Regions from separate parts of the Mus musculus genome. Here region 1 is linked to region 2. The links are chromatin contacts, called in public promoter capture Hi-C maps. All regions are on one chromosome and are shown on one strand. Each heading gives the region's core, a stretch centred on a gene start, on an enhancer-like site or on the middle of the called end of the contact. The rest is flanking DNA. Distances are from core to core; before and after follow the strand shown. Region 1 holds the start of Cenpq (centromere protein Q). Region 2 holds the start of Crisp2 (cysteine-rich secretory protein 2).

Region 1 (5,941 bases), core at 84-2,583, 140 kb before region 2:
GCTTCTATTGTGAGAGATAGAATAGGAATTCTCTGCTGTTTATTTGCATTAGAGAATCTGAAACATAAACATCCACAGTTAGAATACGTGTGTTACAATATAAACAAACGAATGAATTGAATGGAACTACTATATTCCATATTGAAACTTACTGGAGTATTCATTTATGACAGCACAGAAAAGAAAAAGGAAGCCTTTATTGGACATAAATTACATGATGTATTATGTCTGTGGAAACTAGCACTCTGTGCAATTACTGTTGTTGTGAGCTTTCTCTAAATATTTTGTAATTAATTTGAAAGTTATAGTAACACCTCAGAAGAGCTAGCCCCTCACACTGTTCAATATACATAGGTGGTGACTATACAAGGCAAGAAAATTAACAGCATAAAGGAACTGTTAGCCCAAAGCAACTGTTCTCAACCTGTGGGTCATAACTCCTTGGCAAACCTCCATCTTCAAAAATATTCAATTTACGATTCATAAAAGTGTCAAAATTACAGTTACAATGTAGCAACAAAAATAATTTTATGGTTGGGGGTCACCACTGTACTGAAGGGTCTTGGCATTAAGAGGGTTGAGAACGACTGGCCTAAAAAATAACTAAGCACAAAACTATGTTGGAAGAAAATCAGCAGGCGGTTGAAAATTACACGCATGTGTCACGCTCTCAATGGCAAAACGGAGAAGTTAGGCTATGTGTTTTGTTTTGTTTTTTAAATCAGGTTAGACGCGCCTTTCCTTTTCATCTTTTCCTTCTGTCACCTAACTTTCTGTCTTACTACCTCTAGCAAAAACACCCTAGAAACCACATGAGCTTGTGAACCTCTAACAAGTAACCTCTGCTCTGCGCGTGCGTGGGAAACCAGGGACGCACAGCGACAAGACTAGCACGCTGTTGAAAGGCATTTTGCAGCGGTGACCTCCGAATTCCACCAGCCTGGCGGGAAATGAGAACCCAGTCAGTCACCATCTATATTTCAGGAGCAAGCAGGGGCGGCTTCCTATCACAGAAAATCCGTGAAGAAGAAGGAAAGGACAGCAAGATAGATAGGTGGAGCAGATGAAGCCAATAAGAGAAGAATCCTGCAAGCCTGACGTGCTCCACAGCGCACGGGCTTACTCACAGTGTTTGGGGATCACCCGGACCAAGCCCGGACTTCAGAACCGAACCCAGACGCCGGGGTCACACCCGCTCGCCGCAGGAGCTCGGCAGCCAATCAAATCAGGGGGCGTAGCCAACACCGCCCTCGGATTAGCCAATCCAATCCGGACATTGCGGGCGCGCGTCTGATGACGTAAAGACATACGCTCCGCAGGCCGGCCTTCTCTACACAAGTGTGTTTGCGTTCCTCACTGACGCTTCCGGTTCCCAGATCCTGGAAGTTCTCCGTCTTTTCCGGTTGTTTGGGCGGATTAAGTCAGAAGCGCGCCTTTTGAATCCGTGAAGCAACTGTGAAGAGTCGAGGAAGCGATAAAGCGGCTGACAGATCCAGGGGATAATTTGAGCCTCACGCGTTTGTGGTAAAACTCCGTTTTGTTTTGTTTTGTTTTGTTTTTAAGGGGCAATGTCTAATGTCTGAATAGGTCTCTGCCATTTAGGGCAACTGTTTGAGATAACCCCAGAGTGGAGTGAAAATATTGATCTTCCCTCTCTAGTCCCCCTGACCCTCCCGGTCTTGGTTCCTGAATCTCTGTACCTCGTCCTGGAGCGACGGACAGAGTAGCCCAAGTTCACTCTCGTTAGTGGTTCGCAGATGAACAGCTTAAGTTGAGATAAGTCGGTTTAAACTAGTTTCAGTAAACCGGCCAAGAAAACAACAAGCAAACCGAAGCGGAGCGCCTTTTTCCACTCCTCCCATAAGGATTCGATCTAGTCTGAACGGGCTGATTCATAAAGAAAAAAAAAAAAATGTTCTTTGAGCTGTCACGCCGTCCGACTTTACGCTGGTTTCATTTAAGCACTTTATTTCTCTTCGTCTTGGCTAATTAATCCAAAGATATCCCCACAGCTGCCCACAAGTCATTTGATTGCATTTAGTATATCTCATACATAATAATTGTAGTCATAGCGGTGTCTACCAACCCACTGTTAAGCTATGATTTCCTGTGGATCTGGGAACAGTAAGGAATTTTTATCTTCTATCTTAATTTTTCTTTTCTTTTCTTTCTTTCTTTCTTTCTTTTTTTTTTTTTAAATTAACACAAGTTGAGTGGTCCCAACAGGTAGAAATCATGACCCTGGTTTCGATACTTACAATGTCTGTCTCATGATTCAATGTAGGCGTTTTCTGTATTACATCCTGCCATATATGTTGTTTAGCTTGGTGTTTTGGGGGGATTCCTAAAGGTTGGAGTAGGAGAATCTCCTGCTCTTTTGCCATCTCTTGGAAGACCCTTTTCCTCATTTCTGGGTTGCATTATCCAGCCTTGATATGATGGTTTGTGCCTAGTCTGATTACATCTTATTACCTCATGTTTGGTTGATGTCGCTGGGAGCCCTGTTGTTTTATGAAAGGAAACGCAGAAGCAGTGGTTTGGGGAAAGAAAAGGGACCCATGACTTGAGGAGTGGGAGAGGAAACTATGGTCAGATGTATTGCATGAGAGAAGAATAAATTTTTTAAAAATTTATGTACTCTTTTCAACAAAAATTATATTTATATTATAATTATATTTTTCACCTTTGCAGACTATGTATCGTTGTGATTATACTGTTTAGATGAAAATGTCTGGTAAAGCACGTGCTTCTAGGAAAAAACCTCAACAGGTGAAAAGAAGTTTGAAACAAAGAGCCAATAAGGAAGCGGATTTGCCAGAGAATGAGGTAAGATCTCTTTCTTTCAGATCTCTTTAATTAGAAATATCTATTTCCCTTCAAAGGGCTAAAAGTCAGTTTTACTACACATTGTAATTCATATCACAAACTTTAGTGCATTCTTTGTTTATCATATCTACAATACTTTTTTCTACCTCCTGGAAGGTATAGTATTTGTATACATGGAGTATGTGTTGCAAAACCATCTTTTTATCTGTTGTTTGTTTGTATGACTCTAGGTTGGAAACACAGCAAAAAGAAACAGAAGTCATGCAAAGCATCTGTCCTCTAAAGGTATTGTTCTGTATTAAAGTGTCTTCTACTGCTTTTCATGAAAAATGTTTCAGTATCTTGGTTTTGAGTTCAGAAATGGTAAAAGGTGAGCATAAACAGTCACATCCTCAATATTAATTCTAACAGCAAATATATAGAGGTTTGCCTGTCACATCGAAAGGAACTAGGAGACAAATTATTATCCCTCATTCTGAACTACTCATCTTTGATATAAAGACAAACCTACTTCTTCCTCTCTAAGACACCACGGATTTTGGTTCTGCCACTACTGTACAGATAGTTTGTAATCACTGTAATCACTAGCTTAAGCATTTCAAAGGTAATTAGTTGGAAATACCATTTCCTTAAACATCTCTTCTTTGTAAGATGATTCCTTACACATTGGTGCAAATACTGTTCTGATTTTCTATTTCCTAGGGTGCCATACGTTTACTTCGTAATTTCTGCACTCCTATAATTTGCATAGCATTCCCTTTTTCTTTACCTAATCTTTGTGAAGCCAATACTGTATATTATTGCTTATCCCTTGTACGTGGAATAGTTCATTGTCTAGTTCTTCCAGAAAACACTGTTGAGGGTTACCTGCTATATTGATAAGTAGAAAAGGAATCTCTGTTCCTCTCTATGAGCTACTCATCTCTGATCTAAAGATATACCTGTCAGTGTTTATTTCTTGCTTGTTCTTTCATTTCCAATGTTTGGTAGAAGTAGTTTTCCAGTATTTTTGTTGAAAGTCTTTAAGAAATAAAGTCACTTTTCAGAAGCAAGTTTTAATAATAATAATAAGTTGATTCTCTATTGAAAAGTATTTGTGTTGCAGTATCAGTTGATAGTATGTCAGGTATTGCCAAATAGAGCAGATGCATCTTCAGTAACTGACATGTTATAGCTGCAGTAAGATATGAGCTAAAGAGTAGAATGCCTTAGCTTCATAATGCCACTACTGTTCTTTATGTTAAAGTTATTTTTAAGTGAAACTGCAAAACTTCTAGATTGATTAGACTCTCTTGTATTACCAGTAACAGGACAAGCAACGTATGTTCATCTAAAACGGGTAAAAATATCATCCAGCAAGAGAACAACCTGGCAACCTCTTCCAAAGGATACTGAAGAGTATTTGCAAAGTATGATGGAGTCAGTCATTCTGTGAGTTTAGAAAGTTTTTCTTTGTGTTTTTCAGCTCTTGACTCAGGTATTTACTATATACAGCTGTCTCAATATTACTTCCTATCTGAGTTACTTTCTTCAGGAAGTGGCAGCATGCCTAACATAACAGAGAGATTGTTAGTCTTACAGGCTCAGCAGCTTTGAACCAAGTCCAGTGACTCTGAGCCCTTGGGAGGCAGAACATCATGGCAGTGGGAGCAATGCTTTTCAGGAAGCAAAACACAAGACTGGCACCAGGGACCAGGTGTCACTTAAAAGCATACCCTAGTCCCCTGTGTATCACCCAGCCAGTTACTAACTCCTAGAATTTCCAAAGTGAAGACCGTACATTCCACACATATGCCAAGGGCAGACATACCAAATTTATACCATGACTATTTTAAGGAAGTATTCTTCCATTTCAGAAAAGATATTCATTCATGATTGGCATACCATGACAGTATTTTAAGGCAATAGAGTGTTCTTCAACTTCAGAAAAGATATTCATTGATTCATGATCACCATTACACACACACACACACACACACACACACACACACACACACACACACAAAGATTTTCTACATTGTAGAAACTTGGGATTCTATCAGTGAAGTAGTAAAAATCAAGTCTGTGTGGGTTGTAGTCTAAAACTTTTAAATTGTTCCGTTAATATTGATTCTTCCCAAGGTATGTTCATGATTTACACTTTCTGTGAAAACTACCATGTTATATAAAACACAAACAGAGAACTCCACCATGAGAGAATTCAACTGCACCAGAGATGTTGGGTATATGAATTCTTATGATGCAATATGATTCAAAGAAATTTCCATTGTTCTGTTTAAAGTGTTTTGTAGATAATAGAATAAAAATGTGATGAGATTACCATGTTGTATGTGTGAGTGTGTGGGGGTCAATGAAACCCACTATTTTGTTTTAATATATACCAGGAGCAATAAAAACATAGATATATAATACTAAATACAATACTAAAAATTTTAATATCATGAATTTCAATTAAAGGTAAGTTATGTTGTTCAATAATGTATCTAGTAAACCCACAGAATCAATTAAGCTGGGCTCATAGGGGCTCACAGACACTGAACTGCCAACCAGGGAGCCTGAATGGGATGGACGTAGGCCCTCTGCACATATGTTGCAGTTGTGTAGTTTGGTCCTGTGTGACTCCTAACAGTGGGAACAGGGGTATCTCTGACTGTTGCCTGCCTTGGGGACCTTTTCCTCCTATTGGGTGGCCTTGTCCACCTTTACTGGGTAAAGAGGTGTCTAGTGTTACTGCAACTTGATATGCCATGGCTGGTTAATATCTGTGGTAGGGCTGCCCTTTTCTGAAGAGAAACAGAGGAGTGGATAGGGATGTGCAGGTGGGGAGAAGAGTCTGGGAAGAGAGGATGGATGTAAAAATTAATAATAATAATAGTAATAATAAATCTAGTATAAAGGAATAGGTGAATGATTCTGCTGAGTATGAACACTTGAAAAATTTTTGAAATACAGATTGTGTTATGCTTCAAAGTAATATTTCCTCAATCTTTTTGTTCCCCAGTGGAATTTTATTCAACATAAAAAGAAAAGAAGAAATTCAGTGTCATCTCAACCAGTTGAAGAAAAGGTAACCCATAATTGGAAATGATTAGATTTTAATTATTTTAAAAGTGAC
Region 2 (5,946 bases), core at 1,016-3,515:
CAGCAGACCTGGGAGACAGATTCTCTCCTCTGAGTTTCAGTGCTCAGAGCACTCTCTGCTGGCAAGCTCTCTTACAGGGAAGGTGCGCAGATATCTTGTATTTGGACCTCCTCCTGGCCGAAGAAGAAGGCCCAAAACAGGACCTTTCTCAGACACTGTGTTGCTTTGGCAGTTCCCAGGTGGTACAGACTCTCACCTAAGCAGACTAAATTCCTAAGTTCCTTGGAGTCCCGGGACCAAGATGGCGACCGCTGCTGCTGTGGCTTAGGCCGCCTCCCCAGCCGGGTGGGCACCTGTCCTCCGGTCCGGAAGGTGGCCGGCTGTCCCCGGCCCACACAGGGTGCTGCCTCAGCGCCTCTGTGCTTCTGCCTGTTCCAGAAGCTGTCAGGTTCTCTGGCGCACCCTCTCACCTGTTCAGACTAATTTCCTAAGTTCGGCGGGTCTGGGACCAAGATGGCGACCGCTGCTGCTGTGGCTTAGGCCCTATTTGTTACTTATTAAGCACTTAATATAGTAAAGACCTCCAGCACGTCATGGATATCTTTTTGCAGTCTTTTAAACTTGGTTTCTGACCTTAGATTCTAAAGTTCAGATGCAAGGAAATGTTCACATTCCTGCGTCTTATGATTTTCTTTCAGTCAAAGCTTTTGACTTTTCAGGTCAGTAACAGATCTTGGTCTATTAAAGACCCAGGTCCTTTTCTATACTTCCCTTGGGAACCTGTCCTTGTAATTCACAGACAATTAGCTGTCATTTCTATGTTTCTAAGGTCTACTACCTGTCTTTGAAACACATTTTACACAATTATTAATAATTAATAGCATGTCCATACCTTAGAACATACAAAAGTAGCAGTTCTCAACCTGTTGGTTGTGACGTCTTGAATGACCATTTTACAGGAGTCACCTATCAGAGGTCCTGCATACCAGATATTTACATTATGATTCATAACAGTACCAAAATTAAAGTTATGAAGTAGTAATGAAACAAGTTTATGCTTGGGGGGGGTCACCACAGCATGTGATACTATTGTACAGTAGTATTACAGAAAACCACTGCTATAAGGGCAGACATCATATTTTATTTGTTCTCATGACTTCCTAATACGTCACAGCATCTGCTTTGTAGTATGAGTTCAGTTGAAGTTTGATAACATTAAAGCCATAGTGAGGAAAGAAAGAAAATGGAACCAACTTGGGAGACAACACAATACCAACATAATTATTATATCACCAGATCACAGATTGAGAATCTTTGTTTATATGTTAAAGAAGCCTTTTGTTGGGTCTCAAATAGTAAAAAACCTCTAATAATCAAATGGCAGAGGGAAACATGTATACTGTGAGCAGCTGTAAACACACTAGCCAAGAAAAAATACATAAAAGTTTTCTTTGCCTAACTGTGCTCAGGGATGATTATGGCTTTGTGAAGTGGTCTGGGTGATTTGACATTGCTTGAAATACGCTGTCTTCATCTTGCATTATGATTACACTTTTATCACTATTGTCACATAACTATCATATTGATCTAGACGTCAAAATTCCTCTATGGGTGAGGGAGCTTAATTGGAGATCTTCTAACTCTTCTTTTCAGCAATGAGCTAACCCTCCCCCTTTCTATCCACTAAATCTATCATTTATAGTCCAGCTGTGAAGACCACACAGTGTTCATTAATGAAGGAAAACTAGCTTTTTGACCTGAGTATAGATATCTTTGGTCAGGAAATTCAGGTATTAAAAAGCTGACCCAGCTATCGTTCTTGAGTTTTCTGACCACCAAACTTGTGTGTAACAAAGATAACCAGGGAGAGTTAACAAACAAACAAACAAACAGAAAACCAGAATGCTAACTCTTTGGGACTGAATGCATTTTTTTTTTTTTTTTTTTTTTTTTGGCCACGATTCAGTTGGGACTGCCACGATTCTGAAAATGTAAGAAAGCCTTTAAGTAAGACGTTTCTGGTTTTCGTTTTCAATTATGAAGCTCATTCACTCAGACATTCTGGAAAGGGAGCGCTTGCTTCTCTATCCACGTCCCTGGGCTTTCAAACTCCTGAAATACTTCCTATCTTCTCTTCTTGGTTCTCTGTTGAGTAAACAGATACTGACTCCAGCACCCCTCACAAATGGCGAAAACAAATGATAACTTTATATTTTAAAGGGGTAAATATAAAAGAAGTTCTCCCGTGGCATCCTACACAGCGGTGACTGAGAGAAGGGTGGAGAGATCTATGCAGAGCATTTACTTTGACAGAATAAAGCCTCGTGACACCGCCCCCACGTGGCGGCTGGAGGCGGTTATCGTTGCTCACCGAGGGGAGGGGCAACAAGAGCCCTTTCTGGCTCCTTCCTGACAGCATGAAGACCTGTGCTGTTGAACCAGCGTAAATATTAGGGCGGGCTGGGAGAGTGGATGTGACCAGGGTGGAGAAAATGAGTGAAGGTAGTGCAGAGAAAGATGTGTGAGGTTAGGAGCCGTCAGCAGATCCCAGAACAACTGTTAGTTCACTTTTCCTAGCAAGAAATCACTAGAGATTTCCTCTTGACCTTAAGAAATTGTCCTGTGTGTTTGATTTCTACCGAGTCACGGAGGAAGCTTGAAACAATTTCAAAGTCTGACTTTTCTGCAGTCGAATGAAAAATGTCAGTCTTTTATTCAGGACTTCATCAATTAGATCTAGGGTCATTAGCTCTTCCAAACATCCTGTCATCGACTTCCGGAATAGAAAATGTGACGTTATATTGATCAAACACCAATGCACATAGTCAACATTGTTGGAGTTAAAGACAACAGCTTTTGAAACATGTGAAGCACGAAGTGCTAGATCAAAGAGGATATTTCACTACATGCTGAGGTTTTTTTTTAGGGTGGCAGCCAAACAGCGATTACTGAATTTGTTAACAAGCAGGCTTTTTAGTTTACAGTGAAGGAAATGCTGAAGTACAATCAGTGCCCCAAAGCAGGTTATAGTGACATCAAAGATTGAAGAATTAAGAGGACATTAACTAACAGGTTGTAAGTCTGTGATAAAGTGTAGACAATATAAGGCTGTCTTTACATCGTTGTCCAAAATTGTTTTCCCTCTTCCAGGACAAAGAAGGGAAACACCATAGCCCTCACACTTTAGAAGAGGCATGCCCTCCTGATCCTAAAACATCGGAAGGAAGGACAAGGTATTGTTCTATTTATATGTAGTAAGGAGAGCATGATAGCCACTTTCTCACCTAAGTATAAATGTAAGTTTCAAGAATAAAGATAAAAAAGAGGGAATGTGTAAGATATTTTTCCTTGAATATATTTTCAGCAAAGGTATCCTTTCTTGGACTCAACAAAGATGACGGCAGTTTGGATTGGAACAATATGAGTGTGTCTTTGAATAAGGATGCTGTTGATTCATTTTCCTTATGTTAAGGTGGACCATGCCTTCAGCACTTGATTCTTTTCTAGACTATACTGTCTTTTTCCCCACTGTGACACAATGACGATTTAAAAAAAAAAAAAGGTTTCAAACAATTTGGAAATTAACTTTCAACCAAATCACATTTTTTTAAAAATGGAAATATCTGATAGGGTTAGCCAAATTTAAGTACTGCAATTGATAATAAAAATATCATTATTGAATATGTATGGTTATGTACATTATAGTGTATGTGTTAGGAGTTTTACAAAATTTTGTCTTTGAATTTTCAAAGTAAAACTATAGAAATTCATTTTTTTTTTTTTTTTTTTTTTGGTCTAAGAGAACATAGTGGCTGTGGTAGATTTCCTGAGCTTGCTCATTTCAAAGACTGTATCTTAACAGTAAACTATAGATAGGAAGTAAAAGTCATAAAAAGTTGATTCAGGAAAGCATTCAGTTATAAAATATGTTTTATTTATTTTCTGAGGCGTTAAATAGTCTTGGGTAGTCAATACAGAAACACAAGTTTCCAAAGACATTGTCTAGAATCTAGACTCTAGATTGTAATATGCTTAAGAACTTTTTTCAATTTTAAAAGTTTTATTATTCAAAATATTAATACTTTGTCTAGATGCTATTTGTTTGCTCTATTTTCTAAAACATTATAATTGTTACAAATTTATTATTTTATTTTATGTAACAATATTTCATTGAAATAAAGAACAGTATTTAAATAAATTTCAGCTAATTCTTTTCTATCCTACTCACTGGTATGCAGTTCTTTCACTAAGGAACATCTCACAAAAGTTCAGGCAATTCTGGACTCCTTATAAATATTGTTTTCTTTCCAAGCCCCTACACCCATATGTTTGTAAGCATTTCAGCAGCACGGAGGCATTATCTGGTAAGGAAGCAAAGGCCATAGTTTAGATATGAACCAAATAATAAAGACCTGGCAGTGAAATCTGAGCCTGTTGGTGTGAAAAATACCATACCATTTCAAGGTAGATTTGATTGGGACTGACTTCAAGATGCAGAATATGTCCAGAGATGGTTGTGATGTATAATCTGTCATCTCTCTCCACCTTCTTTCTTGACACAGATAAGGCAGATATTTCAACTGTCAAATCAACAGTAAGTGACCATTCTAATGTGAGTATTTCATCCTGCCATGTTGCCATGAGTAAAAAGCTACCCTTAATACCCTTAATCTACCTGTGCTTAGAAAGCTGAGAAATTGTTCTGTGAATATTAATGAAGCTCTTTTTGCAATGCTATTAGAGAAACAATAATATCAATTTTATGTAAATGAACTTTTTACATATGTAAACATATAGCTTATTCTCATGTTTTTGTTATGTCCACAGTAGAACTGTGTTTATTGGAAAAATGAAAACATGTTAATGATGTGTATCATTTAATATATGAGATTACATGAGAAGTATTAAAAACGGAGTGGGTTCATGAAGCCCGATTAATGATTTCTTTTTCAAAAGTGAAACTGTTTTCTTGTTGTTTTTAACTATGTACAATGGATTTGAAGTCATTATTGGTGAGTAATGACTGGGAATATGAGTATTTCCTCAACTGAGCTGCTTTTAGTTTTATGCTAACGACTCACAGGGTATTATCCAATTTAAAAGAAGTAGTATGAGGGAGAACAGGAAGGCTATTTAAAACACAATAAATATTAAAGTCTTTAGACTAAGTCAGGGCTTAGCCAGAACTGAGTTGAGAAGGCTTTTAATTCACTGACTATATTGTTGCTTGTCTATACCAGGACTTTTGACAATAATACAAGGATGAGAAAAAAAAATAAACACGATTTCTAATTTCTCTCTTATAGAAATAACCTCTTCTAAGATGTTTGGTAATTTGTATCTACATAATCCCAACTCTGAAACCTTGACTAAATTCTGGTCCAGATAAATGAATAGTTCTTGCTCTCATTGAGAATAAGAAGCTGAGCTGTGGGACACAGTGATAAATGAACCCTCTTTCTCACAATCAGATAGATGATTTCTTTTTTCACATTTTAGCTAAAGAAAGGGCAATGGATGTTTGCAGGAAGATGCTAGGAATTCCCAAGTCTCTGCATGTGCAAGTCCAAGGGCAAGCTACAAGATTCTCAGTTGATGATCCTTTTAGAGCCAAGGCTGTTTCATTGTGATTCTATTAGCACTGCATAGTGACTCTTTAACTGTTACACTGTGAGTGAACTCTGATGTTACAGGTGCTTTGCAAACTCAGAACCCCCAATTCCCTCCATCCTTTGTTCCTGCTTTACTGACTTCAGTGGAGATTTTTTTGTTTGTTTGTTTGTTTGTTTGTTTTTGTTTTTGATAGCTTTCGGCCATGGCTTGGTTCCAGGTAATGCTGTTTGTCTTTGCGTTGCTGCTGCGATCACCACTCACAGAAGGAAAGGTAAATCTAAAGCTGAAACATCTTCTTACAGCCGCCTGTCAGTTTTGGAAAAGTGCCAGGATATTGTGAGAACAGAAGAATCCAGAGTATCCTGGCAGGTGGAAAAGTGTCTCGGGTGGCTC

Evidence for each region. Capture Hi-C pulls out chosen DNA fragments and counts their contacts.
Region 1: a contact with region 2 is called in a promoter capture Hi-C map of pancreatic islet. The contact joins the promoter of Cenpq here to the promoter of Crisp2 in region 2. A contact is called at or near these places in 2 of 39 promoter capture datasets (the HPC-7 cell line and erythroid cells), 1 of 484 Hi-C or Micro-C datasets (erythroblasts), 3 of 115 datasets of contacts at active chromatin or transcription factors (the NIH/3T3 cell line, bone marrow-derived macrophages and large pre-B cells) and 3 of 9 other capture datasets (adipose tissue, liver and pancreatic islet).

The regions. Positions count from the first base shown.
Region 1 is chr17:40,929,966-40,935,906 of GRCm38.p6, reverse strand. It overlaps Cenpq (centromere protein Q), which reads left to right and starts at 1,333. Exons shown (of 9, transcript NM_031863.4): 1 at 1,333-1,524; 2 at 2,692-2,826; 3 at 3,057-3,111; 4 at 4,131-4,257; 5 at 5,828-5,893. The coding sequence starts at 2,728. Mmut (methylmalonyl-Coenzyme A mutase) reads right to left here and starts at 1,222. Exons shown (of 13, transcript NM_008650.3): 1 at 1,128-1,222.
Region 2 is chr17:40,790,465-40,796,410 of GRCm38.p6, reverse strand. It overlaps Crisp2 (cysteine-rich secretory protein 2), which reads left to right and starts at 2,265. Exons shown (of 10, transcript NM_001204071.1): 1 at 2,265-2,383; 2 at 3,091-3,173; 3 at 4,503-4,534; 4 at 5,747-5,824. The coding sequence starts at 5,756.